4 separate regions of the Mus musculus genome follow, and all the other regions are linked to region 1. A link is a contact called in public HiCAR-type data. All regions are on one chromosome and are shown on one strand. The core of a region is the stretch at or near the end of the contact, and the rest is flanking DNA. Distances in the headings are between cores, read along the strand shown.

Evidence for each region. HiCAR-type assays count read pairs that join an accessible place to other places.
Region 2: a HiCAR-type map of astrocytes shows a contact between it and region 1, with 4 times the contacts expected there. The contact joins the promoter of Cdk14 here to the promoter of Adam22 in region 1. A contact is called at or near these places in 1 of 39 promoter capture datasets (hippocampal neurons) and 1 of 115 datasets of contacts at active chromatin or transcription factors (astrocytes).
Region 3: a contact with region 1 is called in a HiCAR-type map of astrocytes, with 8 times the contacts expected there. The contact joins the enhancer-like site here to the promoter of Adam22 in region 1. A contact is called at or near these places in 3 of 39 promoter capture datasets (the C10 cell line, cranial neural crest and hippocampal neurons) and 1 of 115 datasets of contacts at active chromatin or transcription factors (astrocytes).
Region 4: a HiCAR-type map of astrocytes shows a contact between it and region 1, with 6 times the contacts expected there. The contact joins the promoter of Steap1 here to the promoter of Adam22 in region 1. A contact is called at or near these places in 4 of 39 promoter capture datasets (cranial neural crest, hippocampal neurons and liver) and 1 of 115 datasets of contacts at active chromatin or transcription factors (astrocytes).

The regions. Positions count from the first base shown.
Region 1 is chr5:8,366,485-8,369,597 of GRCm38.p6, reverse strand. It overlaps Adam22 (a disintegrin and metallopeptidase domain 22), which reads left to right and starts at 1,438. Exons shown (of 31, transcript NM_001310440.1): 1 at 1,438-1,722; 2 at 2,237-2,397. The coding sequence starts at 1,644.
Region 2 is chr5:5,378,845-5,381,957 of GRCm38.p6, reverse strand. Cdk14 (cyclin-dependent kinase 14) reads left to right here and starts at 1,707. Exons shown (of 15, transcript NM_011074.3): 1 at 1,707-1,923. The coding sequence starts at 1,833.
Region 3 is chr5:5,506,423-5,509,535 of GRCm38.p6, reverse strand. It overlaps Cldn12 (claudin 12), which reads left to right. Exons shown (of 4, transcript NM_022890.2): 4 at 1,082-3,113. The coding sequence starts at 1,111. The coding sequence ends at 1,845. Among named protein-coding and RNA genes, the nearest start is that of Cldn12, 7.0 kb to the left of the region's middle. Within about 2 kb of position 1,500, at least 47 of the 459 cell types and tissues checked have an H3K27ac peak or open chromatin away from gene starts, as enhancers often do. A contact at or near this core is called in astrocytes, where this site is marked.
Region 4 is chr5:5,747,913-5,751,025 of GRCm38.p6, reverse strand. Steap1 (six transmembrane epithelial antigen of the prostate 1) reads left to right here and starts at 1,709. Exons shown (of 5, transcript NM_027399.3): 1 at 1,709-1,779. It overlaps Gm46900 (atherin-like), which reads right to left. Exons shown (of 2, transcript XM_017321192.2): 2 at 836-2,575. The coding sequence starts at 2,095. The coding sequence ends at 1,412.

The sequences.
Region 1 (3,113 bases), core at 189-2,688:
TATTGATTTACATATGTTGAGTCATTTCTGCATCTTTGTGATAAAGCCTACTTGATCTAATTCTTAATTCTCTCTCTCTCTCTCTCTCTTTCTCTCTCTCTCTTTTATTCTGGGGATCAAATGCCAATATATAGATTTCAAAATCTATAAAGCTCAAGTTCTAATTATGTTAATATGTGTGTTATTATTATTTCATCCTGGTGAGCCTCTAACATTTGAGAGGGGCAGTGTCTTATTTAGGGCTTTATTGCTGTGAACAGACACCATGACCAAGGCAACTCTTATAAGGACAATATTTGCTTGGAGTTGGCTTACAGGTTCAGAGGTTCAGTCCATTATCAAGATGGGAGCATGGCAGTGTGGAGGCAGGCATATGGCAGGAGGAGCTGAAGGAGCTGAGAGTTCTATGACTTCATCTGAAGGCTACTAGGAGAAGACTGGCTTCCAGGCAGCTAGGAGGAGGGGGTTAAAGCCTACACCCACAGCGGTACACCTATTCCAACAAGGCTACACTTTTGAATAGTGCCACTCCCTAGGTAGGGAAAGCGGCCTGACAAAGTCGTTTTCCTTATCTATTACTGGTGCAGGTTTGAAGCTGACAGATATAGGAGGAAGCAAACATATCACAGAGTATCCGGCTGACTCACTCTTCACAAGTCTTCCTAGACCTCTGGGAGACATCTGATTCTCCTGGAGTTGGGTTAACCACTCTCCCTTAGGTATCAAAATTAAAATGAAATCAAATGTCAATTCAAAAAAAGGCGTGGAGAATGGACAGAGATGTCTCAGAGGTTTAAAACACTAAGTGTTCCTCCAGAGAAAATGAGTTGGATTCCCAGAACCCACAAAACCTTCTGTAACCCCAGTCCTAGGGACCCAACATTCTCTTTGGGCCTCCAACCATAGACACTGCATACACATGGCAGGTGCACAGACACACCTGTCAGCAAAATACTTCATAGGAATAAAAGCATTGAAAACCGCCTTGGGAAAATTCTTACCAAAAAGGCTTTTCTTAATTGCACCTCACAATGTGTGACTCACGCCCAGCACACAGTAGGCCCTCAGTCCAGATCTGTGGCAAAATTGACTTGTCCTGCACTCAAGGCATGGTCTCTTGGAAACACAAGAAATAGTAGTAGCTCGTGAGCAACCCTGTGGCTCTTCGCAGAACTTGGGGGCGAATTCGGGGTGCGGCCACTGTGCAGGTGACCTCCATCACCTCTCCTCCTTTGGTGTGCAGTCTACTTCTTGGGTTTTGGGTGGCTATGGTAGCGTCGCCTTAGAGACCAGCTAGCTGTGCGGGGAGGGAACTACATTTCCCAGCTACTCTGGTGCGCGCGGCCGGGTGCGGCGCGTGGGGCAAGTGCACCACCAGGGCCCTGCGCACCCGGCTCTTTCCCCCCGCTGTGCTGGCCACCAGCCCGGGCCTCCGCCTGGGGATGAGGTGGGAGGCGCTAGAAGCCACTTAGCTACAGGCTGGCGCCCGAAGCGGCGCTCGCTCGCTGCCCCCGCCACCGAAGCGCTCGCCAGGCACAATGCAGCACTGAGGCCACGGAGGCTGCGGTAGCGGCTCGAGCTGGGAAGGGGCGGTTGGGAGGCCGAGCCCCAGGCCCGGGCAAGAGCAGCTGAGCGCCGCCACCATGCAGGCAGCGGCGGCCGCGTCCTTCTGGCTGCTCTGCGTCTTGGGGACCTGCCCCCTGGCGCGCTGCGGTCGGGCAGGTAAGTTCGCATTTGCCGGGGTTTCCAGGACTCTTTGGAGCCTGGAGGACCCTCTAAAAGCCGCACCCGCATTTCCACAGTGCGCCGTCGTTTATTTTTTATTTTTATTTTTTGAAGGTCGGCGAGGAAGGGGTGTAAGCACACATGTGTGGGGGACCCGAGGATGCATCAGCAATCTGGGGTCAAATGCTTTTTTTTTTTTTTTTTTTCTCTTTCCTCCTGCAAAAGAAGAGTCTCCTTCAGGAAAACGGGAAAGGGGTGCCCTGTTTCTGGGCCCAGAGATGCTCTCGAAAGAGCTGGTTCCAGGGCTTTCCAGCTGGTGTCTCTGCGTCCTTCCCAGTTAGGTCCAGGAGGGAGGAGGCGGGGAATAAGGTGATGAGGAGTGCAGGATGGAGGACTGTGGGTCAGGGTCATTATTTTTTGCTGTTTCTCTCTACTCCCTCCTTCCCTCCTTCCCTCCTTCCCTCCTTCCCTCCTTCCCTCCTTCCTGCCTGCCTGCCTGCCTGCCTGCAAGGAGTCGCCTCACTGAAAGGACTGGAGAGGGGGAAAGAAAACCGCTTCCTGGAGCGCCAGAGCATCATACCACTGCGCCTCATCTATCGCTTGGGCGGCGAGGATGAAACTCAGCACAACCAGCTCGACACGCGGGTGCGGGGCGACCCTGGCGGACCGCAGGTGAGTGGCGGGGTTCGGGAGATGGTCCTCCACACTGCCCAGGGACCCCGCGTTTGCTTAGGGTTGCCCTGGAAATGCGGTGTACCGGGTGAAAAGAGCACAGTCCTAATTTGATTCCTGCATGATACTCTTGGTGTAAGTGCAAAAAGGAGGAAAAAAGGAACCAAAAGAAGGGTAGGCCAATGTTTTGCAGACGTGCTAGGGGGTAGGGGTGGCATTGGATGCTCCTAGTAGCCCTGTAACCTGAGCTAGGGACAAGAGGCACAGACCCTATCTCCTTAGTCAAGTGAAAACTGCACGGGGTAGGAGGAGTCTATTTAGGCAGGATATGCATCACCATCTTTGTTGTTTTAACTCTGAGAGAAAACATTATAAACCAGGATGATTATTGTAGAAAGAAGAGAGGAGAAGAAAACTAGGCTGCTCTAAGAAACCAAACTAAAATAAACAACATCTCAAAATCCCCTGGTCACTCAGATTTGTGAACACCAGAGACATGCCCATTCAGTCCTAACCTAAGGCCCGAAAACGGGTCCTCCTTGGGTGCGATCATTTTAGTGAGCACTTATATTGCTCTGAAAGCTAATTTATTTCAGTACTTGCATTTTAATCAATACCAAACATCTATAGATACGAATGAGTACTGCTAACTCTAGCAAATATTTTTGGGACTGTAAATGTTTTTATGTTTGTATAGATCAACCTGACAAGTCGCT
Region 2 (3,113 bases), core at 458-2,957, 3.0 Mb after region 1:
TGTACTCAGATCAGACATTTCTAAAGGAGACAGCAGTACAGCTGCAGATACATAGCGCTCTAAGGTTTTATCATTAGCTATTTTTTCAACTTTGTTGACTGGAAGAAGGCATCAGTGTTTGGATCTCTCTCCGTCTCTTTTTTCTCTTTGTCTCTATCTCTCTGTGTCTCTGTGTCTCACTCTGTCTCTGTTTCTCTCTCTGTGAGTTCAGTTGTAACTGCTAATTTTCTAATTAGTCTGACCAAGTGGTAAATGTCAATAAAACTTTTTTTCCTGCATGAAGCCACAGTTGGTGCTTTCTGTAATTACTGAGATATGGCTGTCAGGACCCAACATCCCTGCGTTTAAACTCTCTTGACTTTGCTATGGATTCCTGGCTCTCTCCTGTTAGGGGCTTGGCTTGACTAGCTAGCAGCTTTTTATCAGTGGCAATCTACCAAAACCCTGTAATGTGCTCAGCACAGGGCAGAACAAATCAGTGTTCTACCTCACAATTTAAGGAAGGCAGGGGGCTAGTTTTTGTTTTAAGATAAACATCTTTCGACAAAACACAAACTCCCCAAAACTTCCTTTAAACTAAACAGCATTGTCACACCCACAAAAGCTCCTATTACTTACCCAGCCAGATGACTCAAGATCACTAACGTTTCTTTCATAAGGACTTTGCTGGCCCATAATCAGTACACCAGGCCAACCCCCATCTTCCTTCACCCTCCCCTGGGAGACTGACGTTTGGAGCACCTCATTTATTAGAAAAAAAAAAAGACTGTTTTCTGCCGGAACTGTTTGTCCCGGGGCTTTTTAAAAAAGCCACTCTTAAGATCCTTTTCAAGTTCATTCACTGAAGTGGGGAAAGGAGGTGACAATAGGTTGTAAGTTTACCGATGACCAGAGTATCCTGCTGAGGAGTCACCCACAGTGACATTCCTGTCACCCAGAGACAGGGCTGAGGCAAAACGCAGGTGCCCTGACTTCTAGAAGTTCCGGGGTGGGGAGCATTTTCAGCTTTTGCACTGTACCCCAATAAAATGGGGCCTCTCCTGCCCTTTGGAGCACCCACTTTCCCTGCAAATTAAAACCAACCACCCCACGCCATAAAGTCTATCCTAAACCCGAATGCGTCCCCAAGGTCTTCGAGCACCTCGTCGGACACTCCCCAACATTTCCGGGTCGTGGGCCAACACGGACCGCACCGGGTGGACTGGCCCGCCTGCGGGCTGCGGTCCCGGAGCGCGCGGAAGGAGCGCGGCCGCGGCGGGCGGAGCGCGGGCGGCCGGGAGGGGGCGCCGCCCGGGCGCGGCGGGTCCGGGAGGGCGGCGGAGGCCTGGGAGTCGGAGTCGGATTCGGAGCCGGAGCGCGGCGCGGGGTCGCGCGGGGGTCCCGGGCGCCAGGCCTCCGGCGAGGGCAGTCGCAGGTCTCCGTGCAGCGCCGCCCCTCGGGCTGGGGAACTTGTCCCGCTCGCCCGGTCCGCAGCCGCCTGCGCCTCCTCGTCCGCGGACCCCCATCTCCGGCCGCGGCCGCGCGGCTCTTGCTTACAAAGGAGGGAAAATGCGGCGGGCGGCCGCGCAGCGCGGGGGCCCCCGGGCGGCGGGGATGGCGGCAGCCCCCGGCACCACGTAAGACGCCCCCGCGCGCCCAGCCTCGGCCCAGGCCCGAGCCCCGCAGCCTGGCGAGCGCTGCGCGTCGCCCGCGGCCCGCGAGGAGGCGGAGGCGGAGGAGCAGGACGAGGCGCCGCCTTCCCCGCGCCGCGCGCCCTCGCCCGCCGTTGTCTGCGCTGCGCTGCGCTGCGCTGGACCAGTTTCGCGAAGTTGCCGGGGCCCTACGCCGCCCAGATGTGCGACCTCATTGAACCGCAGCCGGCCGAGAAGATCGGCAAGATGAAGAAGTTGAGGAGAACTTTGTCCGAGAGTTTCAGCCGCATCGGTGAGTGTAGTCGACTGTCCCCAGTGTCCTGCGGGCGATCCCGGGGCTCGCTCCCTCAGTCCCCGCGCCCACTCCGTGCTCCGGGCACCAACCAGGCGGCTGCCACCTCGGGGTGAGCTGCGAACCAGGGATGAAGGAGAGGACTCCAGGCTAGGGCAGGGACCAGCTGGAGGGCCATCCCTCTGCCCCCAGGACCTGGGCTTCGTTCGTGGACTGTCTTAAGCCTCCAATTTGAGTTCCTCCTCCCCGCCAATAGTATCTTTGGCGCCCGCAGTGAACCGGAGAGGGAACACCCGGTCCCCACCGCCATCGGGTTTCTGTGGCCACCTAGGTTACTTAAAGCGAGTTGGTTTTAAGTGCTTAGCCAATAATTTAGCTTTGGGAATTGTTGAAACGTTGACATGTGCCTGATGTTGTTTAATGTACTCAACCTAGAGGAAGTGGGACAGATACCTTGGGACCTTTTGTTCCGTACTCCGGGTCCTATAATTGGAGGTTTGGGTGTTCGGTTTGTAGGTCTTGAAACCTTCCAGCTGCTGTGGTGAAGGGTGAGCTGTGAAGTTGTGGAGACATTTATGAATATGTCTCCTGAACTTGCTCCATTAGTGCAGTCCAGAGGCTATTGTCTTCTTTAAAAAAAAAATCAACCAACTTAACAGAGCATAAACACACAGCATTAACAAAACAAAACAAAACAAAACGCTCAAGGAATGTTTAGGATACTTAATGAATACATGCTATAGGCTGCAGCAAGATGACAGCTGTGTCCGGTGGAATGGGTTTGTTGAATCTTGAGTGTTGGTGGCAGAAAGTGCCTGTAAACCTGGAGGCATAGCTGCTACCTAAACTTTGGTCCTTAACTTTCTTTGATACAGGTAACTGTGCAAAGCAAGGGAATCCTATAAGCCCCAAGCCAACACATGGGAGTGTCCCAGCATACCTTCTGGCCTTTGGCTCACCTGTTATGTTAGTGAAAGTTAATTAATTAATCATAAGCTAATTCCTTAAAGCCCTGATGTGCCAGTGAGTGTCTGCAGTCTGAAGACAGTTTGCATGTATGGACAATGAACTATGAAAACATGGATAAATATTTAGTCAAGCTTATTATTATTATTATTATTATTATTATTATTATCAATTTTGTTTGACACTTTGCTTTTCCTGAGAACACTGTAAATCATGTGCAGAAG
Region 3 (3,113 bases), core at 251-2,750, 2.9 Mb after region 1:
GGAGATGGGCCCATTTCATTTCTAATAACTTCCTGGTGTGCCAGAAAGTAGCGAGACGAGTTTGCTTTTTCTCAAGTAGCATTTGCTCAGTAAATGCTGCTTAAGCCACTGTAGTGTGCCAGGTACTAAGCTCTGGTCAAGCAGAAAAGGCAGCCGCTCGTGCTCACACCCAGCGTTCCCTTTACACAGTGCTTCAGGCGTGTTCTAAGCACGTGCCATTGCATTAACTCATTGGATGCATGAGAAAAAAGCCCTGTGAGGTAGGCTCTACTTTCTTACCCAGTTTGCAGATGAGGAGTGAAGGCACAGGGAATGTCTGTCTGTCAGCCAGGTCACGAGGCAGCTCTGAACGTCCGTCCTGCTGTCCTGCCATGCTTCTCCAGACAGCTTACTCACCTGCTGCTTGGGGCTCACTTTGCATTTGTTAGAGCACTTATGCTGAGGCTGAGGTCGTAGAGCCTGTAGCTGTTAGATATTGAGTGTCCTAGCCCTTGCTTGCTACAGTTTGAATAATTTGTGATTTATTTTTTTCATTGAAAACCTGATATGCAAAGTGGCCCGTGTATGTATGCTGAGTGAATATTGACAACCACTTTTAAATTTTAGGTGTGATGTTACTCTCTTTAATTATGAAGAAAAATAACAATGGCTGAAGATTTTAGTTGCTGTGTGACAAAGAGATGACAAAGCACATGTGTGCACTTGATCTGGGACATATGTGTTAATAATGTACATTCATATTGTACAGACAGGAGACTGGAGTTTCCATCTCCTTCCTTCCTTCCTTCCCTCCCTCCCTCCCTCCCTCCCTCCCTCCCTCCCTCCCTCCCTCCCCCACCTTTCTTTCTTTCTGATAGGATGGGTAGGTGGTTGGCAGGGTCTAGTCTAGAACTCAATTTAGAGACCAGGCTGCCCTCAGACATGCTGCAGTCCTGGTGCCTTAGCCACAGAAGTGCTAGGATTGCACTAGCTAGCTCCCTCCTGCACTAGCATTTCATCTCTAAATGTGCTGCCAGTTGGTGGCAACTCTAGCTGTGCTCTCCCATGGTGCCTGATTTGCCCTGTGTGTGTCATCCCCCAGACTGACCATACAGCTCAAGCCCTCCTGCCATGGGCTGCCGAGATGTCCACGCAGCCACCGTCCTGTCCTTCCTGTGTGGTATTGCCTCTGTCGCAGGCCTCTTTGCGGGGACTCTGCTTCCTAACTGGAGGAAACTGCGGCTGATCACATTCAACAGAAACGAGAAGAACCTGACGATTTACACGGGCCTGTGGGTGAAGTGTGCCCGGTATGATGGAAGCAGTGACTGCCTGATGTACGACCGTACGTGGTACCTGTCGGTTGACCAGCTGGACCTGCGTGTCCTCCAGTTTGCCCTGCCTCTCAGCATCGTGATCGCAATGGGTGCCTTGCTACTCTGCCTGATTGGAATGTGTAACACGGCCTTCAATTCTTCCGTGCCTAACATCAAACTGGCCAAGTGTCTGGTCAATAGTGCAGGCTGCCACCTGGTGGCCGGACTCCTGTTTTTTCTGGCAGGTACCGTGAGCCTCTCTCCGTCCATCTGGGCCATCTTTTATAACAGCCATCTCAACAGGAAGTTTGAGCCGGTCTTTACCTTTGACTATGCAGTATTTGTCACTATTGCTAGCTCAGGGGGTCTGTTTATGACTGCTCTCCTGCTGTTCGTTTGGTATTGTGCATGCAAGTCTTTGTCCTCTCCTTTCTGGCAACCGCTGTACTCTCACGCTCCCGGGATGCACACTTACTCACAGCCCTATTCATCACGGTCCCGCCTCTCTGCCATTGAAATCGACATTCCAGTAGTCTCACACAGCACTTAACAGAGATACAATTAACTGTTCAAAGGATGTCTTGTAGCCTCACAGCCCCCTGCATAATGAGCCTTTTTGGACCTGTGTACATTTTTCCTATGTTCCTTATCAGTCAGTGGAGCCAAATTTGTATATCTTGGTAGAATGAAATGCTGCTAGATTTTATGAGGTACATATTACATTCTTCTAAATGTGAACCATTCCTTTTATCTTGCTTCTGAGACTAGAAGGGTCTCTAGCCTCCTTGTTGATGTCTGATCAATAGCTTATGTGAAAGGACCCATGATAACACTGGAGGCAGTGAAGACAGCATATTGAACAATGCTGTTTGATCTTCACCCGTATTTCAGATTGTGCATTGACTCCGATGATTGAAAGGTGGAAGGGGCAGTTTCAAACTTAAGACGTTTCAGTCGGATGAGGCTAGGAGTTTGTCTGTCTCCAGAACTCTTCCAGCTTGAAGGTATAATTTCATTCTCTCTGGGGACTAATTGAATAGGCATCAGTATACTGAAGATTGCTATCTTCTACCTCATTCCAGGGAAAAGTAAAACGCATTTTACATGACAGAGTAAAGCTAATATTTAAGCATGGTTAACATTTGGCTTCTTCATTGGTTTCAGATGGGGTCTTGCTGTGTAGCTCTGGCTGGCCTAGAGATCACTGCAGACCAGTGTGTACTCAGACTTTCTACCCGCTTGCCTCCTGAGCACTAACTACAAGGCACACCCAATTACACTAACAATGCGTCAGGAGACAGTCAGTATGTTGCTTCATTTGAAGCAAGAATCCCTTTCCAGATCCCCTTATCAGGTAGTGCTCATGCGCTGGCCAAGCTCTTAGTGCCTAGGACAAAATTGTTTTTCAGGGCGCGGGAGTCTGTTCTTTAGTGTCAGCGCCAAAGATTCATTTGGTGGCTACTATTTGAGTAGTGGCTTTAGTCTGTTCAGTTCCTGCTTCAGAACTGATTTCTTGCTTCTGACACTGCTTAACGTTTGAGTAAGTACTTCAGAGGATACACAAATAGGAGAAATAGCCATGTCTATGTAGGAATGTTGATCTAATTCACCTGATAACCAGTGGGAAGTCTGACATTATGGTAGCTGGTAAGCTTGTCAAGCATTGACCCAGGAGTGTATTTCATCTGAAAGATGTCTTTGTGACACAGACAGCCTGTGGTCCACCACCAGCAATAGCCTGGACGCTGGAAATTCCCTTTAATCAGGTCTCCTCCCATAGCCGTAATAATGGTCTCAGATCATGAGAATGGTAAGATA
Region 4 (3,113 bases), core at 460-2,959, 2.6 Mb after region 1:
CACACACAGAGTCACCCAACCAGGCCTCCCCATTCTCTGGGGCCTCAAGTGTCTCAAGGGTTAGGTGCATTCTCTTATTGCAGCCAGATTAGGCAGTCCTCTGCTGTGTATGCCCTACTAGCTATTTTTAATTTTAATTCTTTAGCCACATTCATGTGATACAGAATGTGCCGGTGACGTTCAGCCTCTCTTTACCCGGGTCTCCCATCATAATCAGTCTCACTTGCATCTTCTCTACTTTATCTTTCACACCACATTACTCTCTTTACTTCTAAAATGGCAGTCAGATGCACTATAGGGTCCAGAAATTATCCTTCAAAGGCACATGGAGTCATCAAACCGGGAAGCCCTTGACCCGGAACCACATTACAAAAATATTCAGGTTGGAGACCCAGCTCAGTTGGTAAAGTGTCCTTGTGACTTACAGTTGGAACCTGCAGAGCTCCATTGTGGGAGGAGGGCAATCTCTGGACTTGGAGCTACAATACAGGTTTATTTTGAAATCCTCCCAACCCTTGCTTCTTGGGACTGCCACACCTAGTTATCATCTGACCTCCACGTGCATGCAGTAACATTCATCCACATACCTACAATAAATAAATAAACAAACAAACAAACGTGATGAAGGTATTTGAGTGCAGTTTGGGTGTACAGACTTATTTATAGGACCTAATTTATTTACCCTTCTGGTGTATCAACTTTATTCTTAAGATACACGCCAGAAAATGGGAAACTGAAGAACAACTGCGTGCTGGGAACAGAACCCCTGTGGTTGTGAGTCTTAGCCCACTAACTAGAAGTTTCCCTAACCCTCGGTCTAATGATTTTCTTCCTTGGAAATAAAAGCTGCAAGCGTCTATTTTGCCACAAGGTGTCAGGCCGGGGTAATTTAATCTTCAAAGGCCTTTTACACTATCTGATGGGAGTCAGTGAACCCAAACATTATCCACGGAGCACTAAGACACGCAGGACAGTGGAGTTCAGATCATCCCTTTAATTCCAGCACTCGGGAGGCAGAAGTAGGCTGATCTCAGAAAAAGAGGAGTTTGTGACCCAGGGTCACATTAAAAACAACACTCAGGTTGGAGACGCAGCTCCACCTTGGTCGTTAGTGTCTAGAGTCTGAGTTGAATCTGCAAAACTCTGTGGTGAACGGAGGGTGGTCCCTAGCGTCAGAGCTACGGGTTATTTTTAAATCCTCTCAACCCTGTGCTTCTTGTGACCACCACACCGAGGTATCATCTGACCTCCACGTGTGTATCATAATATTCATTCACATAGCTACAATAAACAAATAAACCCGGTGTAAAAGTCACTCACAAACTCAGATTCATCCTCTGACTGTCCTAACAGCTAGTCGTCTGAGAAACTGCTCTGTTGGAAGAGCGCTCCACCGCGGACGGCGTAATCGCTACAGAGCAGTTGGTCTCCAAGTGTGGGATCCAGGATCACTACAGCGTCGCCCGGCAACAGGCGAAATGCACAACTGCAGATTTCGACCAGGTCCCAGTCGGTTTCCAGTGAGCCCTGCTGGTGACCCTGGGTCCCCCTTGCACAGCCAAGGATTCGCCCCCGGCGACGCCCCTCCCACGGCGGCCGCAGCGAAGCCCCTGGGTGTGAGCAGGAGCTGGTCTCCGGCAGGGGGCGCTGTGCGCGCGGCGGCCGAGGGGCGGGGTCTGCGGAGCGGGCTGTGCTGGGCAGCGAGATTCGGGCTCCGCGTGGGACTGGGAGTCCGTCCGGGCAGCGAGCGCCTCGCCGTCGGGTCCCACGGAGAAGCCGGTGAGTCCCGAGTCTCGTTCGCAGGCCGCTTGCTCCCCGCCTCCGCGGGCCTTGGGAATCTGCTGCGGGCCGGGGAAGGGGTGAGGCGGGTCTCAGGGGCGGGCGGTGGTGCTCCGGGCAGCGGGGCGCCCCTTCGGCCCCTCGCGGATCTCGGCGAGCCCCGCGGGGAGCAGGTCTCCGCGGTCCCGGCTCTGGAGCTTAGGTCAACTTTGCAGTCAGGTTGGGTTCCCCCGGTAAGTTTGCCAACTTGGCAGTTTCCGCAAGTTTGCCTCGCTGGATGAATGACTCGTCCTGCTGTTTGAGCTGGTTTCTTCATGGAATTTTTTTTTTTTTTTTTTCATTTTAAGTCTTTGGAACACCGGTCCTACTCTTTCGGGATCTGAGTAGGATTCGGGTTTAAAATAGTCAGAGCTTTTAAATAAGGCACTCTGGTGAAAGCAACTAACAGACGTTTGTAGTCCAAGAATTTAAGTCCACTTCAAATTTAGTTATGCTGTTCCGTTGAGGTGGGGGATACATCCACATCTCGATATAAAATCAAGGGAATGTATTTAATATTAATGTTAAGCACTTGGGGAAGCAATGCTTTAAGAAACAGCCCGCTGTAGAACACCTTCCCCTCTTCCAATAATTAACTGTGGCAAAGCAAAAAAATACATTTGAAAGACTCGTGGGACATGCACTGCAACCCACAATGTATTCCAGTCACTGGGTTTCTTGGATTCTAAACTCCTTCCCATAAACATGAGTCTGTTGGGCTGTGTCAATATTTAGCAGGAACAACAAGCCAGCCAACCTAATCCAGGAAAACAGAAATCACTATTTAATGGGGAAGAAAGCTGGAGAATGTTGGTTCAAATCCTGGAGTTCTTGACATCTCTGCACTATGCTGTTTCCTGCTGAGTTTGCTGGACAGCCTGATGAAACCTCTCCTGTAGAAGTGTAATTATAGGTGTAGCTAAGGTCTGGTGGAAGAAGGCATGATTTATTTAGCTGATAGTTTGTTTTCCTGGTTTCTGGGCATACAGTCAACAATCACCTTTACGGGCATTGGCTCTTTTCCTTAGCGATGCTCCTCAGAGTGGTACCATGCAAACAAATGGCTAGGCATCTCCTCTGGGCCACTCTGTCCTTCCACCCAGAATCTCTCAGCAGTGGCTGTCTGTCATGTCAGCAAGCACCAACAACTCACTGCAGGTCACAGGACTGGGTAAAGAAAGGGGCTCTCATCCGTTTTCTCCACTTCCTTTCCAGAGCCACCATCTGTCTATACACTATTATCCTTTAAGATGTATGGCATTACCACACAGGTCTTAATGGAGCGTTTCCCTGTC